3 separate regions of the Drosophila melanogaster genome follow, and regions 1 and 3 are each linked to region 2. A link is a contact called in public Hi-C data. All regions are on one chromosome and are shown on one strand. The core of a region is the stretch at or near the end of the contact, and the rest is flanking DNA. Distances in the headings are between cores, read along the strand shown. Region 1 holds the start of trr (trithorax-related). Region 2 holds the start of CG11122. Region 3 holds the start of pcx (pecanex).

Evidence for each region. A called contact is a pair of places that touch in the nucleus more often than the background predicts.
Region 1: a Hi-C map of the Kc167 cell line shows a contact between it and region 2, with 2.7 times the contacts expected there. The contact joins the promoter of trr here to the promoter of CG11122 in region 2.
Region 3: a Hi-C map of the Kc167 cell line shows a contact between it and region 2, with 4 times the contacts expected there. The contact joins the promoter of pcx here to the promoter of CG11122 in region 2. A contact is called at or near these places in 5 of 107 Hi-C or Micro-C datasets (the D17-c3 cell line, the Kc167 cell line, embryo and 1 more).

What each region holds. Positions count from the first base shown.
Region 1 is chrX:1,887,194-1,891,557 of dm6, forward strand. trr (trithorax-related) reads right to left here and starts at 2,757. Exons shown (of 6, transcript NM_166911.4): 1 at 1-2,757. The coding sequence starts at 2,582. mRpL16 (mitochondrial ribosomal protein L16) reads left to right here and starts at 3,063. Exons shown (of 3, transcript NM_001272219.1): 1 at 3,063-3,202; 2 at 3,285-3,350; 3 at 3,420-4,289. The coding sequence starts at 3,154. The coding sequence ends at 4,036. arm (armadillo) reads right to left here. Exons shown (of 7, transcript NM_057317.4): 7 at 4,208-4,364.
Region 2 is chrX:11,123,299-11,128,009 of dm6, forward strand. CG11122 reads right to left here and starts at 1,428. Exons shown (of 3, transcript NM_132457.2): 1 at 1-1,428. The coding sequence starts at 300. Rpt3 (Regulatory particle triple-A ATPase 3) reads left to right here and starts at 1,803. Exons shown (of 3, transcript NM_001298179.1): 1 at 1,803-2,050; 2 at 2,125-2,208; 3 at 2,267-3,487. The coding sequence starts at 2,015. The coding sequence ends at 3,388. It overlaps SrpRalpha (Signal recognition particle receptor alpha), which reads right to left. Exons shown (of 3, transcript NM_080148.3): 3 at 3,579-4,711. The coding sequence ends at 3,677.
Region 3 is chrX:2,222,712-2,227,501 of dm6, forward strand. pcx (pecanex) reads left to right here and starts at 2,585. Exons shown (of 10, transcript NM_001272254.2): 1 at 2,585-3,152; 2 at 3,195-3,516; 3 at 3,571-4,521; 4 at 4,611-4,790. The coding sequence starts at 3,000. CG14052 reads left to right here and starts at 1,043. Exons shown (of 3, transcript NM_001272252.1): 1 at 1,043-1,157; 2 at 1,227-1,294; 3 at 1,549-2,258. The coding sequence starts at 1,140. The coding sequence ends at 1,954.

The DNA.
Region 1 (4,364 bases), core at 1,507-4,006, 9.2 Mb before region 2:
ATCACCGGACGTGCCAGTTGATCCTCCAAACTTCTGACCTTCCCCATGCTGGGCGCCCGTACGTTGATAACCTTGCGGGCGGAAAGAGGTGCCGAAGCTGAGGCGGAACCAACGTGAGCCGAAGTGATGCTTATCTGGTTGAGGCTATGACTGCTGCTGTTGTTTTGGAGCAGTTGCTTTAGAAGTGCATTATCCTCCGCTGCCGAGCGTTGGTTGTTCATAGGTGTGGCGTTCACTGTAGGATTGGGTGTGCTGGGATTCGAGGCAGTTGAGGTAGATGTGGCCATTTGAATTTGATTGGCGGACTGATTTTGAACCTGGTTAATAGCCGTCATTGTGGCATTGGCGTTCAAACGCTTCTCCGGCGTGCCGATCTCCTCAGCCCGCTCCTCACTGGTCGGAGTACCAGTGCTATCCTTCACAACCGCCTCCTGTTTGACCAGTAGCTTTGCTTTAGATTCGCTGCCAACTTCTTCCAGCTTGACTACGTCCGGAGCCAGACTAACGCTGAGTTTGGTGGGCGTATTGGCGGTCGTTAGTTTCAGCTGCATTGAAGCTCCCGAGGTAGCTGATCCGGAGTTTGCAGAAGATCCCGCCTTGTCTGCACTAGAATCCTGAATCAAAGCATGATGCATCTGCAGCGCCGCCTGACTGGACAACGTGGTTGTAGTTATCATCTTCGGTTTTTGCTGGGCCATGGTCGTCTTGGACAGCACCAGGGATATGTTCTTGTTCTGAATGGAGATTATTGGCCGCGTGCCCATCATCGGACTGTTTATGCAGATGGTCCCCGCCGAAACGGAAACGGTGGAGGTGGTGGCCAGATCTGAGGCATTCCCCGAAGCCATGGTAAACGTCACGGGTGTGCCTGCTCCACTGCCTACCGCGGAGATTGATTGGCTTTGAGCAGCCTGTGAGTGCTGCTGCTGCTTAAAGATGTTAAAGCTGGGTGGACAATTGAGTGTATTCTTGTCGAGCGGCTTAATCACCACGCTGTTGATGTTGGTGAACTCCTCCGGGCCTCCAGTCGATTCCTGGGACTTGCTCTTGTTGAGAATTTTTTGAAGGTTCTCCGAGTAGGCTGTAATCTTTCGAGGCGCTGGCGCATCGTCTTCCGAATGGGCCGCAGGTCCCACAGTTGCGGAATCCTGAACCATTGCGTACGTTTGGCTGGGGTTGGTGGTGGTGATAGTCACTATGCTGCCTGTGGGCGGAGCCAGGCCTCCACCACTGGTCACCTGCAGCTGCTGAAGCTGCTGCTGCTGTTGGATCTGTTGTTGGTGCTGCTGAAGTTGCAGCATCTTTTTGCTCACCACCTTGGTGGCCACAATTTTGGTGTTCGCCGGCTTGATCTGTAGCCCCGAAAACGAGACAATGGTGCCGCTATTTTTTGGCCCGCGTTTGATAAGTTTGGTAAAGTTGTGATGTGCATGAGAATGGACGTGCGGGTGGACCTGCTGACCACCGCTTTGCTGCGCAGCACTCATTACGGTAGTCACCTGACCGCCCGGCTGCAGCAGTTGCTTGCTCTCTACAATCGTGGCTCCTCCGGCTGTGGCCGCTCCACTAGCGCTCATCAGCGGCTTGAGCAGCGGCACCGATATAGTCTTGTTGCCAATCGACACTTTCGCCGTGGTCTGCGTTACTTCCGACAGCTTCTTGGCGTTAACCATCAGCTGGGTTTTCATCTTGGGGTGAAGATTCACCCGGTTTAACAATGTTGTAGTGGGCGTTTGGCTACCAGTGGCCGTGGTATTGAAGATGTTGTAGTTCGTGTGACCGGATTTCTGTGTGAGGATTGTAGTGGTGCCGGCTCCACTGACTCCTGCCGTTCCGTTGTTAGCGTTTAAAATAATGGTGGAGGTAGTAGCTCCAATAGGCGTTCCTGCTGGTGTTCCCGTTCCGGTGGAGTTACCCACAGATGTAGAGCTATCCGCGCCGCTGGCTGGCATCAGTACGTAGTCGAGGTCCTCAGATTTGCCGGAGTTTTCAGCATGATCCTGCCCCGAGCCACTGGGCTCGATGGAAATGACGGACGCGGTTGACGATGATGACGAGGCCGACGATGAGGCACCCTCCTTTTTGGTAAAGCTGGTAAAGGCTGTGTTTCGGTGTAGCAAAGGGTTAGATTGACTGTTCCTTGGAGTGCTGATTCTGTACTCACTCTGCTTGTCAGCGTCCTCCGCCTTGATGGCACCCATCTCAGTGCCGGAGCCGAAGTTGCACACTATGATCTGCTGATCGCGGGCGTCCCAGACGCCGTCCGCCGTCTCGACATCCTGCGGCTCCGACGCAGCTTTTACCTGCGCCTTAGCCTGCTGTCCACTCCGCTGGTAGAGGAGCTGCTGCGGCGCGGTGCTCGACGCTTTGGCGGGCAAACTGGGCGCTGCCGTTCCAGTTCCGAGAAGCAGCTCCGTCTTGGCCTTCTTGCGCGTGGGATCCTCCGCCGGAGTGGCGGTGTCGTCGCCGCTGCGCTTCTGCAGGCTGACCGCATTGAAGGCAGCGGCGGCCACGGATGCTACTCTTTCGGGTTTCGCCTTTTCGGCGGCACCAAGCGATGTTGTCACCTTCGGTATATTCATAACAAACACACAAGTGGAAACGCGGAACGCCGGATGCGATGCGCTGCGTTTCGTGGGACGGGAAGGGCGGCGGTCTAGCTAGCTAGGGCTCGCGCGGCCTGCTTTTTTTTTTACCGAGCGAAAACATGCACGATTAGTCAAAAAAATTTTATTTTCGTGTATGCAGAGCAGTGTTACCAGATGGTAAAACGACCATTACCCTGAAACGTTCTTACCCATCCCTGGTTTTCCACTCAGAAACCCACCACTTTTCCCATCCCATTTCAACATATCGCCATGGCGGTTGCAATCGAATAACGTTTGTACAGCAATCATTTTTCGTTAACTTCAGAAGTTTTTAATACATAACATAATTATTGTGTTCCACGTGCAATATGGCACATTTTCAACTGCAAGAATAAACCATAGTCTGGACAGGGCCGTCAGCTCACTCGACCAATCGGTGGTCTATCGATATATGTTTTTAGCACCACATTTATTAGCTCGATCTGGCAACGGTGGCCGTTGATGCAACACATCTTTGCACAATACAATTTTATAAATAAGTAATATATTTTGACATAAACTCACCATGCTCTCATTAAAGTTAGTCTCCCAGCTCTTTAAGCAAAGCCTTGCGTGTAAGTTGCAGTGGCGCTTCCTGCCTAGCCACATCCAATCCGATAACAGTTTGCAACAAACCACTTAAACTTTTCTTTGCAGCGGGCAACATGGCAATTGTCAACACAGCCGGTCTTAAGTATTTCGCTCCGCCTATTAAATACCAGAGTAAGTAGTTGCATTTAAATGTGCACAATGAATTTAGAGCAATAAATGAATGAATGTGGGAACCCCCAGATGTGGAGCAGCCGGAGAGACCCAAGCTGAGGGTCATTGAGCGCCAGCCCCAGCTGCCGCCAAACATCCGTCCGCCAAAGATGCAGAAGCGCCTGCGATACATGCGCGGTCCGGAGATGGTGCACAACACGCTGCTCCATAAGCAGTACGCAATCGTGGCCACTGGCGGAGGGCGCCTGCGCTGGGGCCACTACGAAATGATGCGTTTGACCATCGGACGCAAGATGAACGTCAACACTATGTTCGCCACATGGCGCGTTCCCGCACCCTGGCAGCCGATCACTAAGAAGGGCCAGGGCCAACGGATGGGCGGCGGAAAGGGAGCCATCGACCACTACGTGACCCCCATCAAGGCCGGTCGCGTCATTGTCGAGATAGCCGGCAAGTGCGAGTTCGTTGAGGTCAAGCAGTTCCTGCAGCAGGTGGCCAACCAGCTGCCCTTCCAGGCCACCGTCGTTTCCCAGGAGATGCTCGACGAACAGCGCGTCGCCGAGGAGGAACAGACCCGCCAGAATGAGAACCCCTTTACCATGAAGTACGTGATCCAGAACAACCTCAGCGGCTGCCACCGTTGGCTCTCGCCCGTGGACCACAAGTGGTTCGGCAAGCACCTGTAGATGTATAGCTTCAATTAATAAAGCCATCCTTCGTTAATCTGTTACGAAACTGTTTCAAGTACTTTTGAAAACTGGAAATATCTTAAAGTAGGTTCGAACTTCGAACTTAGGGCTCGTTGTTCCAAGCCGTGACTCTGCGGCACCCAATTGTGGAGCAAATAAGAAAAACGCCATATGAAGGGAAATGTACGAGTTCTATTGCAAACATTTGTTTAATTTTCCATTTCGTTTACGTGGGTAATATGTAATGCATCATATAATATGTTTTTCTTGCCGTTTCGTTCGCATTATAATAAATGTATAATATTATGCATGTATGCGTGTGTGT
Region 2 (4,711 bases), core at 178-2,677:
TTCCCGTTCCTCCGTCATCTGATGCAGCTTCTCCACCAAACGGGGCAGCCGCTCCAGCGGCAGGCTGCAGATCAGCGAGAGCGGCTCTTGTTCCGCTTCCAGCTGATCCTCGTGCGGTTCCACCTCTTCCTGTTCCGCGTCCACATCCTCCTCCTGCCGGGTCTGTCGTTTTTTGCGCGGATTAGATGAGGCAGCGGCCGTGGCTGGTGCCGTTGCCGGTCCAATTGGATTCTTGCCGTTGACCTGCTCCTCCGAGAACTTGAAGCCACGGCGCAGGCCGAAGCGCGACATGGTCTTCATGTGGAGGCCACTGGGTCGTCCGTGGTTGCGTTGCACAAGTTAACTGCTTCGCCACTCCTGCAAGCAGTGCGGGGTGTGCGGACAACAATTTACTGCTGCACGCACACTGCTTCGTTCTTCCTTCTTCTTTTTGTTGACAAATAAACCGCAAGAAGAAGCAGCGAAAAACAAAAACTACTCACACACACGTACGCACACACACTCGCACGCACACCTGCTCAATTGGAAATTATACAATAAACATTTTCAACTCCTCGAATTGATCTCGCTCTGTTATCGGACACTATTGTTTTGGCCAACAGCTATATATAGCATAACTACCACTCCACTGCACAAGACCACACTGTCCACTTGGATATCCCGACTTGGTCTCTCCTGCGTATCTAAATACGTTTCGTTTTGTTTCGTTCTATTCGTTTTGTTCTGTGTTTCGGTTCGTTGTATTGCACTGTATTCCGGGATTTCACGGGATTGCTTTCCGTTTTGTTGTTTTGTTTCTTGTTTTTTTCTTGTATATTTTGTTCTTTTCGCTTGGATACGGACCAGACCAGGAGCGCCAACGGATCCGTATCAGTGCCTTGCACTTAAATTTAAGCACGGCATTGCAGCAGCTCGACCACCAGTGTAGCGCATTCAATTTTCCCTGGCCGTTCTTTCCACCCTAACAACTGCGTTAGGAGGTATCTAACGTTTAGCCCAAATCGATGCGTGCGTACGGCGCAGAGGGGGCGGCGGCGCGGCCAGAGGGGGCGGGGCACGGCAGCAGGACAACGACGACAACGACAACGATACTTTGTGGGAAACGTACTCGGAATCGGAATCGGAATCGTACTCGTACCCGTTCTCTTTCCCGTTCTGATGCTAGCGATATTGGGGAAACGATTTTTCGGCGACGGCGGCGGCATTATCAGCCATCGAATTGTGCTATATAAACAGCAAATTCGATTTCACTGTCCTACCAGCGCTCGTGTGTGTATATATTTGGTTCGTTCGCACACGCACACATAGCACACACAGAAGCAGCAGGAGCGACCGAAATGTTAAATGTGTGTGTTTTTCTACTCTTTTTTTTTCTTATGGGAAATCGAAATCGCGTCAAAATGGTCGGGTTTTGCCAGTGTGTACACACTTGTACCCGCTGGCGAGAAAGGTACTCGAACTATCGATAGTTGCGTCTCGAGCAGCGATACTTTGGCATGGTTCTACGTGAATTGCTTAGAATAACTTGCGATTTTATCAATTACTTATAAGCGATCTGCATTCGAAATAGTTTTTGTTAGTAATAAATCTGTTATCAGCTTTTGTTCCAATCAGAGCTGGTATATATCGGGCAATTATCAGACAGCTGATTTTTTCCCATCACCAGATGCTTTGAAACGTATTAAAAAATACTTTCCGGATATTAAGTGAGAAACATGACATGTGATATTAGATTTATTTGTATACAACATTTTAGCTTTACAGACTAACTGGTATAGGATATTGTCCAATAAAGAGGAGTTGCTTTCTTATCAGAAAGAGTATATATCGAAAAAAAAAACCGATTGAAAGAGCAGCACAATTTGATAGATAAATGGCCCCATCGATAGATCACAATCGATTGCGGACAGGGTTGCCACCACAACGCACTGCTGGCTTGTTTTTGACGAGTCATTTTGGTCGCCTCGCAGAAAACGCAAACTAATAAAACGAGACTCATTGCTGAACGAAAAGAATGCCGTACAACATGGACGTACTGATACCGGAAAAGGTGCGTAGTTGCCTCTCTGCGCCGCCTGGCATGCGTACTAATTACCTCTTTCCCAATTCCACTTTTTCCACCAGGACGAGCTCTCCGACTTGAAGCTAAAAGATGCGCACAGTTCCCTGGACGAACTGGACATGGAGGATCTCTACGTGCGTTACAAGGTGAGTCGTCCACTGGTCTTCCATTTGATCACCCATCTAAGCGGCCATTGTGTTGTAGAAACTGCAAAAGACACTGGAGTTCATTGAAGTGCAGGAGGAGTACATCAAGGACGAGCAGCGAAACCTGAAAAAGGAGTATCTGCACGCCCAGGAGGAGGTGAAGCGCATCCAGTCGGTGCCGCTGGTGATTGGCCAGTTCCTGGAGGCCGTCGATCAGAACACGGGCATTGTGGGCTCCACCACCGGCTCCAATTACTATGTGCGCATCCTGTCCACCATCGATCGCGAGCTGCTGAAGCCCTCCGCCTCGGTGGCCCTGCACAAGCACAGCAACGCGCTGGTGGACGTGCTGCCACCAGAGGCGGATAGCTCCATTTCGATGCTGCAGCCGGATGAGAAGCCCGACGTTAGCTATGCGGACATTGGTGGCATGGACATGCAGAAGCAGGAGATCCGCGAGGCAGTCGAACTGCCGCTGACCCACTTCGAGCTGTACAAGCAGATTGGCATCGATCCGCCGCGCGGCGTGCTTATGTACGGTCCGCCCGGTTGCGGCAAGACCATGTTGGCCAAGGCGGTGGCCCATCATACGACGGCGTCGTTCATACGCGTCGTCGGCTCGGAGTTCGTGCAGAAGTACCTCGGCGAGGGACCGCGCATGGTGCGCGACGTTTTCAGGCTGGCCAAGGAGAACGCGCCGGCCATCATCTTCATTGACGAGATCGATGCGATTGCCACGAAGCGTTTCGATGCGCAGACTGGCGCCGATCGCGAGGTGCAGCGCATTCTGCTCGAGCTGCTCAACCAGATGGACGGGTTCGATCAGACCACGAACGTTAAGGTGATCATGGCTACCAACAGGGCGGACACACTCGATCCGGCATTGCTGCGACCTGGTCGATTGGATCGTAAGATTGAGTTCCCGCTGCCCGATCGCCGGCAGAAGCGACTCGTCTTCTCCACCATCACCTCGAAGATGAACCTAAGCGAGGATGTCGATTTGGAGGAGTTTGTGGCGCGGCCGGACAAGATCTCCGGTGCCGATATCAACGCCATTTGCCAAGAGGCGGGCATGCACGCGGTGCGTGAGAATCGCTACATCGTTTTGGCCAAGGACTTCGAGAAGGGCTACAAGAACAATATCAAGAAGGACGAGCAGGAGCACGAGTTCTACAAATAGATTATATTAATTCATACACACTACTCCCGCCCCATTTTTTCCCCCAACACACTAAACTCTTCTTTGTACGCATAAAGTTATAAACATTAATAAAAAAATAAAAAAAAACAAAACAACTTGTAATCGAAGTGCCAAGCGATCCTTAATCCTAAACGAACCAACAGCCAACAGTGGGCAAAGCATTCCATTTACGCAACAACAAACTAGACAAAAGCCATATATTTGATTCGGTGAAAAGAGTGGATGCAAACAAGGAGCATTGGAAGGATAGCCGGATCGACGGCTGGCTTACTTCATCAGGGAATTGACCACGGCGTTCACATTGATGGCCTTTAGGTCGGCATACGTCTGACCCGTGCCCACGAACACAATTGGCTGGCCGGTTATGTAGGTCATGGAGATGGCGGCGCCCACCTTGTCATCGATGGTATCGAACTTGGTCAACACTATGCCGTCGATGATGTGCGGGTTCTCGTTGGATGAGTAGTCGGCCAGCGACTGATTGAACTTGACCAGCTGGTCGACGGCTTCGTTGCCCACCAGTGCCTCGCCCACGAATAGCACCAGATCCGGATTGTTCACTTTGATTAGCTTGGACAGGGAACGCATCAGCGGCTCGTTATCCTGCATGCGTCCGGCGGTGTCCACAAGCACCACATCCACTCGCGTATCGTGGGCAAACTTGATGGCCTCCATGGCAATGCCGGCGGCATCCTTGCCGTAACCCTTCTCGTACAACTGCACCATGTTGCGTCCATCGTGCTTGGCCGCCGGATGCAGTGCGTTCAGATGGCGTGTGTGTGTGCGCAACTGCTCGACGGCACCGGCTCGGAACGTATCGCAGGCGGCGATCAGAACGTTGAAATCGTTCTCGATCAGCCAAAAGCAGATCTTGGCCAAATTGGTGGACTTGCCGACACCATTGACACCGCAGAAGATTATCGTGTACGGGCGGCCGTTGCGCTTCGATTCGAGGGCATCGCGTATGATGTCGATGCGCCGTTTGGGCGATAGTATCCTCACCAGCGATTCCGTGAGCGCCTCCTTCACCTGGCTGGCGATGCTGTCGAATGTGCCCATTTGCTTGCCATCCAAACTGGCGGCCACCGAGTCGCACAGCTTAGCTGCTATCTCAGAGGCCACGTTCTTCGATATCAGATGGTCGCGCATCTTCTCCAGCGCCGGCTGCAAATCTGCCAGCGACATGGTCTTGGCGCCTACAATGCCCTTGAAGTAGGATAGCAGGCCACCGCGCTTGCCCTTCTTTGACTGCACCTGCTCCTCGGCCTCCCCCTCAGAGGATGCATCCTCGTTGTCAGCCTC
Region 3 (4,790 bases), core at 1,335-3,834, 8.9 Mb before region 2:
ATATCGATAGGCTCCGCATTCTATGAGTGATCGTATTTGAAATTGAATAGCGAACAAGTTCGGGATTCGCAATTAAATAACACCCGCAAATCTGGCAAATCGCCTGTACGATTGCATAATAGAAATATGCTCCATGTGCATGCGATCTATTTGTAACGTATTTCTCTATTTCTCGCGTTACGTGCCATGTACTCAAGTTAGCCGGGGAGTCGGGCGGGGGCTTAATAAATAAATCCAGGGGCTGAGCGACCATGCAACATATCTTTGTGAGTATTAAACACACGCTGCACTCCTGCTATTTACGTTGACTGAGTTTGGGTCTTCGGTGTGGGGCTCCGGCTCCTAGCTATTGAGTGCAGTTTTCCGTGCCTTCCGTCTGCGTGAGCTGCTGAAAAAAGGCATAGCTTTAGAAGAAGTTCACACACAGCCGAAACAAAACGGAAAAACAAAGAAAATAAACAATGGTAAAAACCCATCAATGGGGACGGAGCTCTCATGCCCTGCAAATTGGGGGAAAACCGAAGTCAGGGGTTACATTAATTCGGTGAATTGGGCAACCAATAAAGGTGGCTTTAGAAGATCCGAGCTTTTTATCTGATAGGTAATTGCAAAGTCTAGGTCTAATGTAACGCAAAAATTAGTAGCTAATACAGGTGCAAACTCCATACTTTCGTTGTGGGCTTTTATATACATAATATACACGCGTGATTTCTTCTTATTTTTAACAGTGCAAATTCCACAATTTGGGGCTAGCCTCCGTCTCGGTAGAGAGTAGTCCTCCTCTGGCTGAAAACCACCCACAATCCATGACACGATGATCGCTGCCATCCGAAATGAATGGAAATTGCAGGTTTTTCACTGAGCAGCCAACTCCGCTGTTTCGCGGCGCGTGCGCAGAAGCTCCACCAAGTGTGGCTCCACCAAAGCAGAGCGAGGCCCATGGCTCTGCCCATATCGTTGGTGGTGGACTGCGTCACGGAAGCGCAGAAGCCGCCAACTGGCGTCGGGGTATTCGTATTCCACCGCATTCCGTGTGCCTGCGCCTGTATAAATAAAATGGTCGCAGTGGGGCAGCAATCAAAGCAGCCGCTTCGTCGGAGCCTTCAACACCTCAGCACCTGGGTCTCAAGCCAAGCGATATGGATAACCGCAGTTTGGTGAGTGGCGACCGGGTATTGCAACTACACAAGGATTACACCCGATATCCGTGCTCCCTCTATTCGCAGCTCCTGAGGCTCTCAATTGTGGTGGCGCTGGTGTTGCTTCTCGTCTGCGTGCCGGAAACGGATGCGGGGTATGGATTATCATGGGGACTACTGGGCCAGATAGAGGATACATCGCGGCACAGGCCCCTTAACTTAAAGCGTCATTCAGATTAACGAACATTTTACAACTTCAAATCATAGAAAGCCAATCACTCTCGCTAAATAATTTCAAACGAACTTAGCTAAAATATTTAACTTAAGCTATATTAATAATCTTCCAAACGAAAAGTGTATGGAATCAAATAATTTATTAGGTTAAAAATGTATTTGCTATCCTTTTCAGGGGCCACCAGAAAAAAAAGAAAATCGTGATCCACGTGCCCATTCACAAGAAAATCGAAACGCACATACACACCGTGGTGAAACACGTGCACCACCACCACAAGCCACTCGTCCTAAAGGAGGAGAAGAAGGTGATCCACGAGGACCACCGACCCATCCAGATTCACCAGACCAAGGAACACATTCACCACCACGAGAAGCACGATCACCATGATCACCACGACCACCACGACCATCATGACCACCACGAGCACCACCACCCACTTCCGCCTCCGGTGGCGCCTCCAGCGCTGCCGGAACTCGAAGAGGAGGAGGAGCACATCCACCACCACCACAACTATGAGCACAGGGGCGGACTGCGAGACGACTTCATTGGCGGTGACGGGAGCAGCAGTGAGGAGCGCTGACTATGCAGCGCCCATGTGGGGGCGCAGACTGACCGGATGCGGCAGACGTGGACCGATCGATCGGATCATCCCGGATTCTTGTGATTCCCTAGATACGTACGCACTCTTTTTGTTTTTTTTTTTTTTCTAGCCTAATGGAAATGTGAACGGAAATAAAGTTAAATCGGAGGAAGGACTTAGTTTTAGAGAAGTGTTAAGGGCAACCAAAGACAAGGTTATTCATATTAGTTTTTTAGCCTTGCCATTATTTACTAAGTTAGGCTCTACGTAATGTTAGTAACGGGGTTTGGTAGTTTTAGCCCTTAAAACATTTATTTCTTTTGAATAAAATTGTACATTCATGGATATATAATTTACTATTAATAAATATGTTTTATATTACACTCAATTAATCGCTGTTAAAACGTATAAAAAGTTTACGAAAATTGAAGGTAATTTCATAAGAAATTATTAAGTTAACAAATTTAATTAATGGTAATGTAAAAAAGTGTGTAAAAGAAAGAAAATTTTAAATTTAAATACCAGACTGCAGTGTTACCATTTTTCCTAGTAATATCGAAGTGCGATAGGGCCCGATAGGTTCGGGCCAATAATCGATGACAGGACAGGCTCTAAACAAAAGAAAAAAATTAAAATTACAGCAGGATTGCGAGCGATATTCGTTTTATCCCATTGCAGCATCATTGAGATCCCGGAAAACAAACAACGGCGTAACGCCAGTCCGGAGTTGGAGTGTTTCCAGAGGAGCCGCAGCATTGTCTCCTGTCCCACAGCTTTCCCTCAAAAAAACCAGCGACTCTGCCTTTGCCTTCCCCTCCGCCCCCGTTCACCACCCACGCTACCACCGCCTCCCAAGGCCTCGCCCGCAGACCACGCCCCCCGCCTGCAGCTTGGCAGGCTTACTCAGCAAATAAACAAACGGAAGAGTGACGAAGTGCAGCGGCAGCAGAAGCAGCAACTCCTACTGTGAGTAATCCGGAAGCTGGAGCAGCAAAAGCGTGGATCCTCATCCATTCGGCGGCTAAGCGATGCAGTATAGGCCACCATGGGTTCACAGACCTTGGAGATTCTGCGCCAGGGCGTGTGGGCCTCGCTGACCGGCGGTTACTTTTACGATCCGCATCAGGGTGTCTTCTGCAACGTGGTGCACCTTTACCTGTGGCTCTACCTGCTCTGCTCGCCCTTCGTGGCCTACCTGGTAAGTAGTGACCGAGTGTAGTCCTAAGTAGTCCGTTCATAGATCTTCTTGCAGTACTTTCCGAGCACTTGGTTGACATGGTGCCTGTATTGCGTGATAACGAGCTTAACCATACTGATGGTAAAGCTGGCCAATCTGGCGCTGCACAGGCTCTACGATCGCGCACAGACCATGTCCGAGGGGAACCTAAAGGGGCAGTTCGTGAAGGTCACCAAGGAAACGGAACCGCGCCACGACGACGAGGGCGGCATCGAGATGAAGGTCATCCGACCGGGCGGCTCACGCATTTCCGGCGAGCAGGCCATTAATGAAGCAAGCGAGGAGAACAGCATCATGTCCATCGACAACGTGAACAGCATTATTGGTGAGTGGTGCTTCTTGTGCACACGTGCTATAGCCTAAGAACTCCTCTTCGCAGATCTCAAGGTCGATGTGCATCGCAAGAACAGCTCGGAGTCCATTGAACTGATGTTCTACGCCCCATCCATGCTATCCGGCGGTAGCCAACAGGATCAACAATCGCTGGCTGGTTCCGCCAGCGTTAGCAAGTCCATTCGGAGTACAGGACCGGGCGGAAACTCGTCCACCAGCGCCGCCGCTCAAGCAGACATGTTCAACAAGTACCTCACTGTCTATCCGGAGGTTGTCGAGGCGGCTGGAAGCAGTGCGGGTAGCGCAGATGGAGGAAGTAGTGGTGGCGACAGTAGATCAGGCGCAGCAGTGAGTACACTGGGACATACAGGAGCGGGAACAGCACCAGCCCAGCACGTACGCACTGGACATCTGTCGCGCAAGTGTTCTGAGGTGTTTAGCCGCCGCCATCGACGACGTCTCGAACGGCAGAGCAGCTTGGACACAGCGGCGGCAGCTGCAAACTCCAACGCGGAAAACAAGTTGATGCGCAATCAGTCGGATACGATAGCCACAGCGGCACCCTCGTTCCTGCACTCTCAGCCAACGAACAAGGCGCGCGGTCAGACCAATCCGCGTCAGCACTTTATAACCAGCGCCCCATCAACAGGAATAGGCGGAGGAGATGCTCCCACTTCATCTACCGCCGTCGTTGTCATTGCCCCCGCCTCGAACTCATTGGTTAATCCTGGACGTTCCTCACGTCTGCAGCGCCACAGAAGTTCGGAGACGCATGACGAGCGGCTGAAGCACCAGAGCCGTGGTGGACTCTTCCAGCCCATTCTTCAACTTCCGCACCACAGTGCAGCCAGCAGCATCGGCGCACTGGCAGTGCTCGGTGGAGGAGGCAATGTTGCCGCAAATGATGTGGAAGACATGGAACTGGGCCTGGTTAGGAATGCGGGCAGCGGCGGAGTGGCGGATGCTTGTAGCCGGGCACTACAGTCCTGGATATTAGGTAAGCTGATACAATATCAGAACTCTTCATTGTCGTAGTTTAGAAATCTCAATAAATTAGTTTTAATATGTACTATGTTGCCCATTTAGATCCCTTTCCGGATGGGTACCTGGAGGACGATAGCTACACCAAATCTGATCTGGGCATTGAACAGCCACACCAGCCAACTTTCCGCACCCAGCATCGTCATCACCATCACCACCACCACCTGCATCATCACCTAGGAGGTGCAATCATTCGTAAGGATCCAACCAGCACAATGTCTGCAC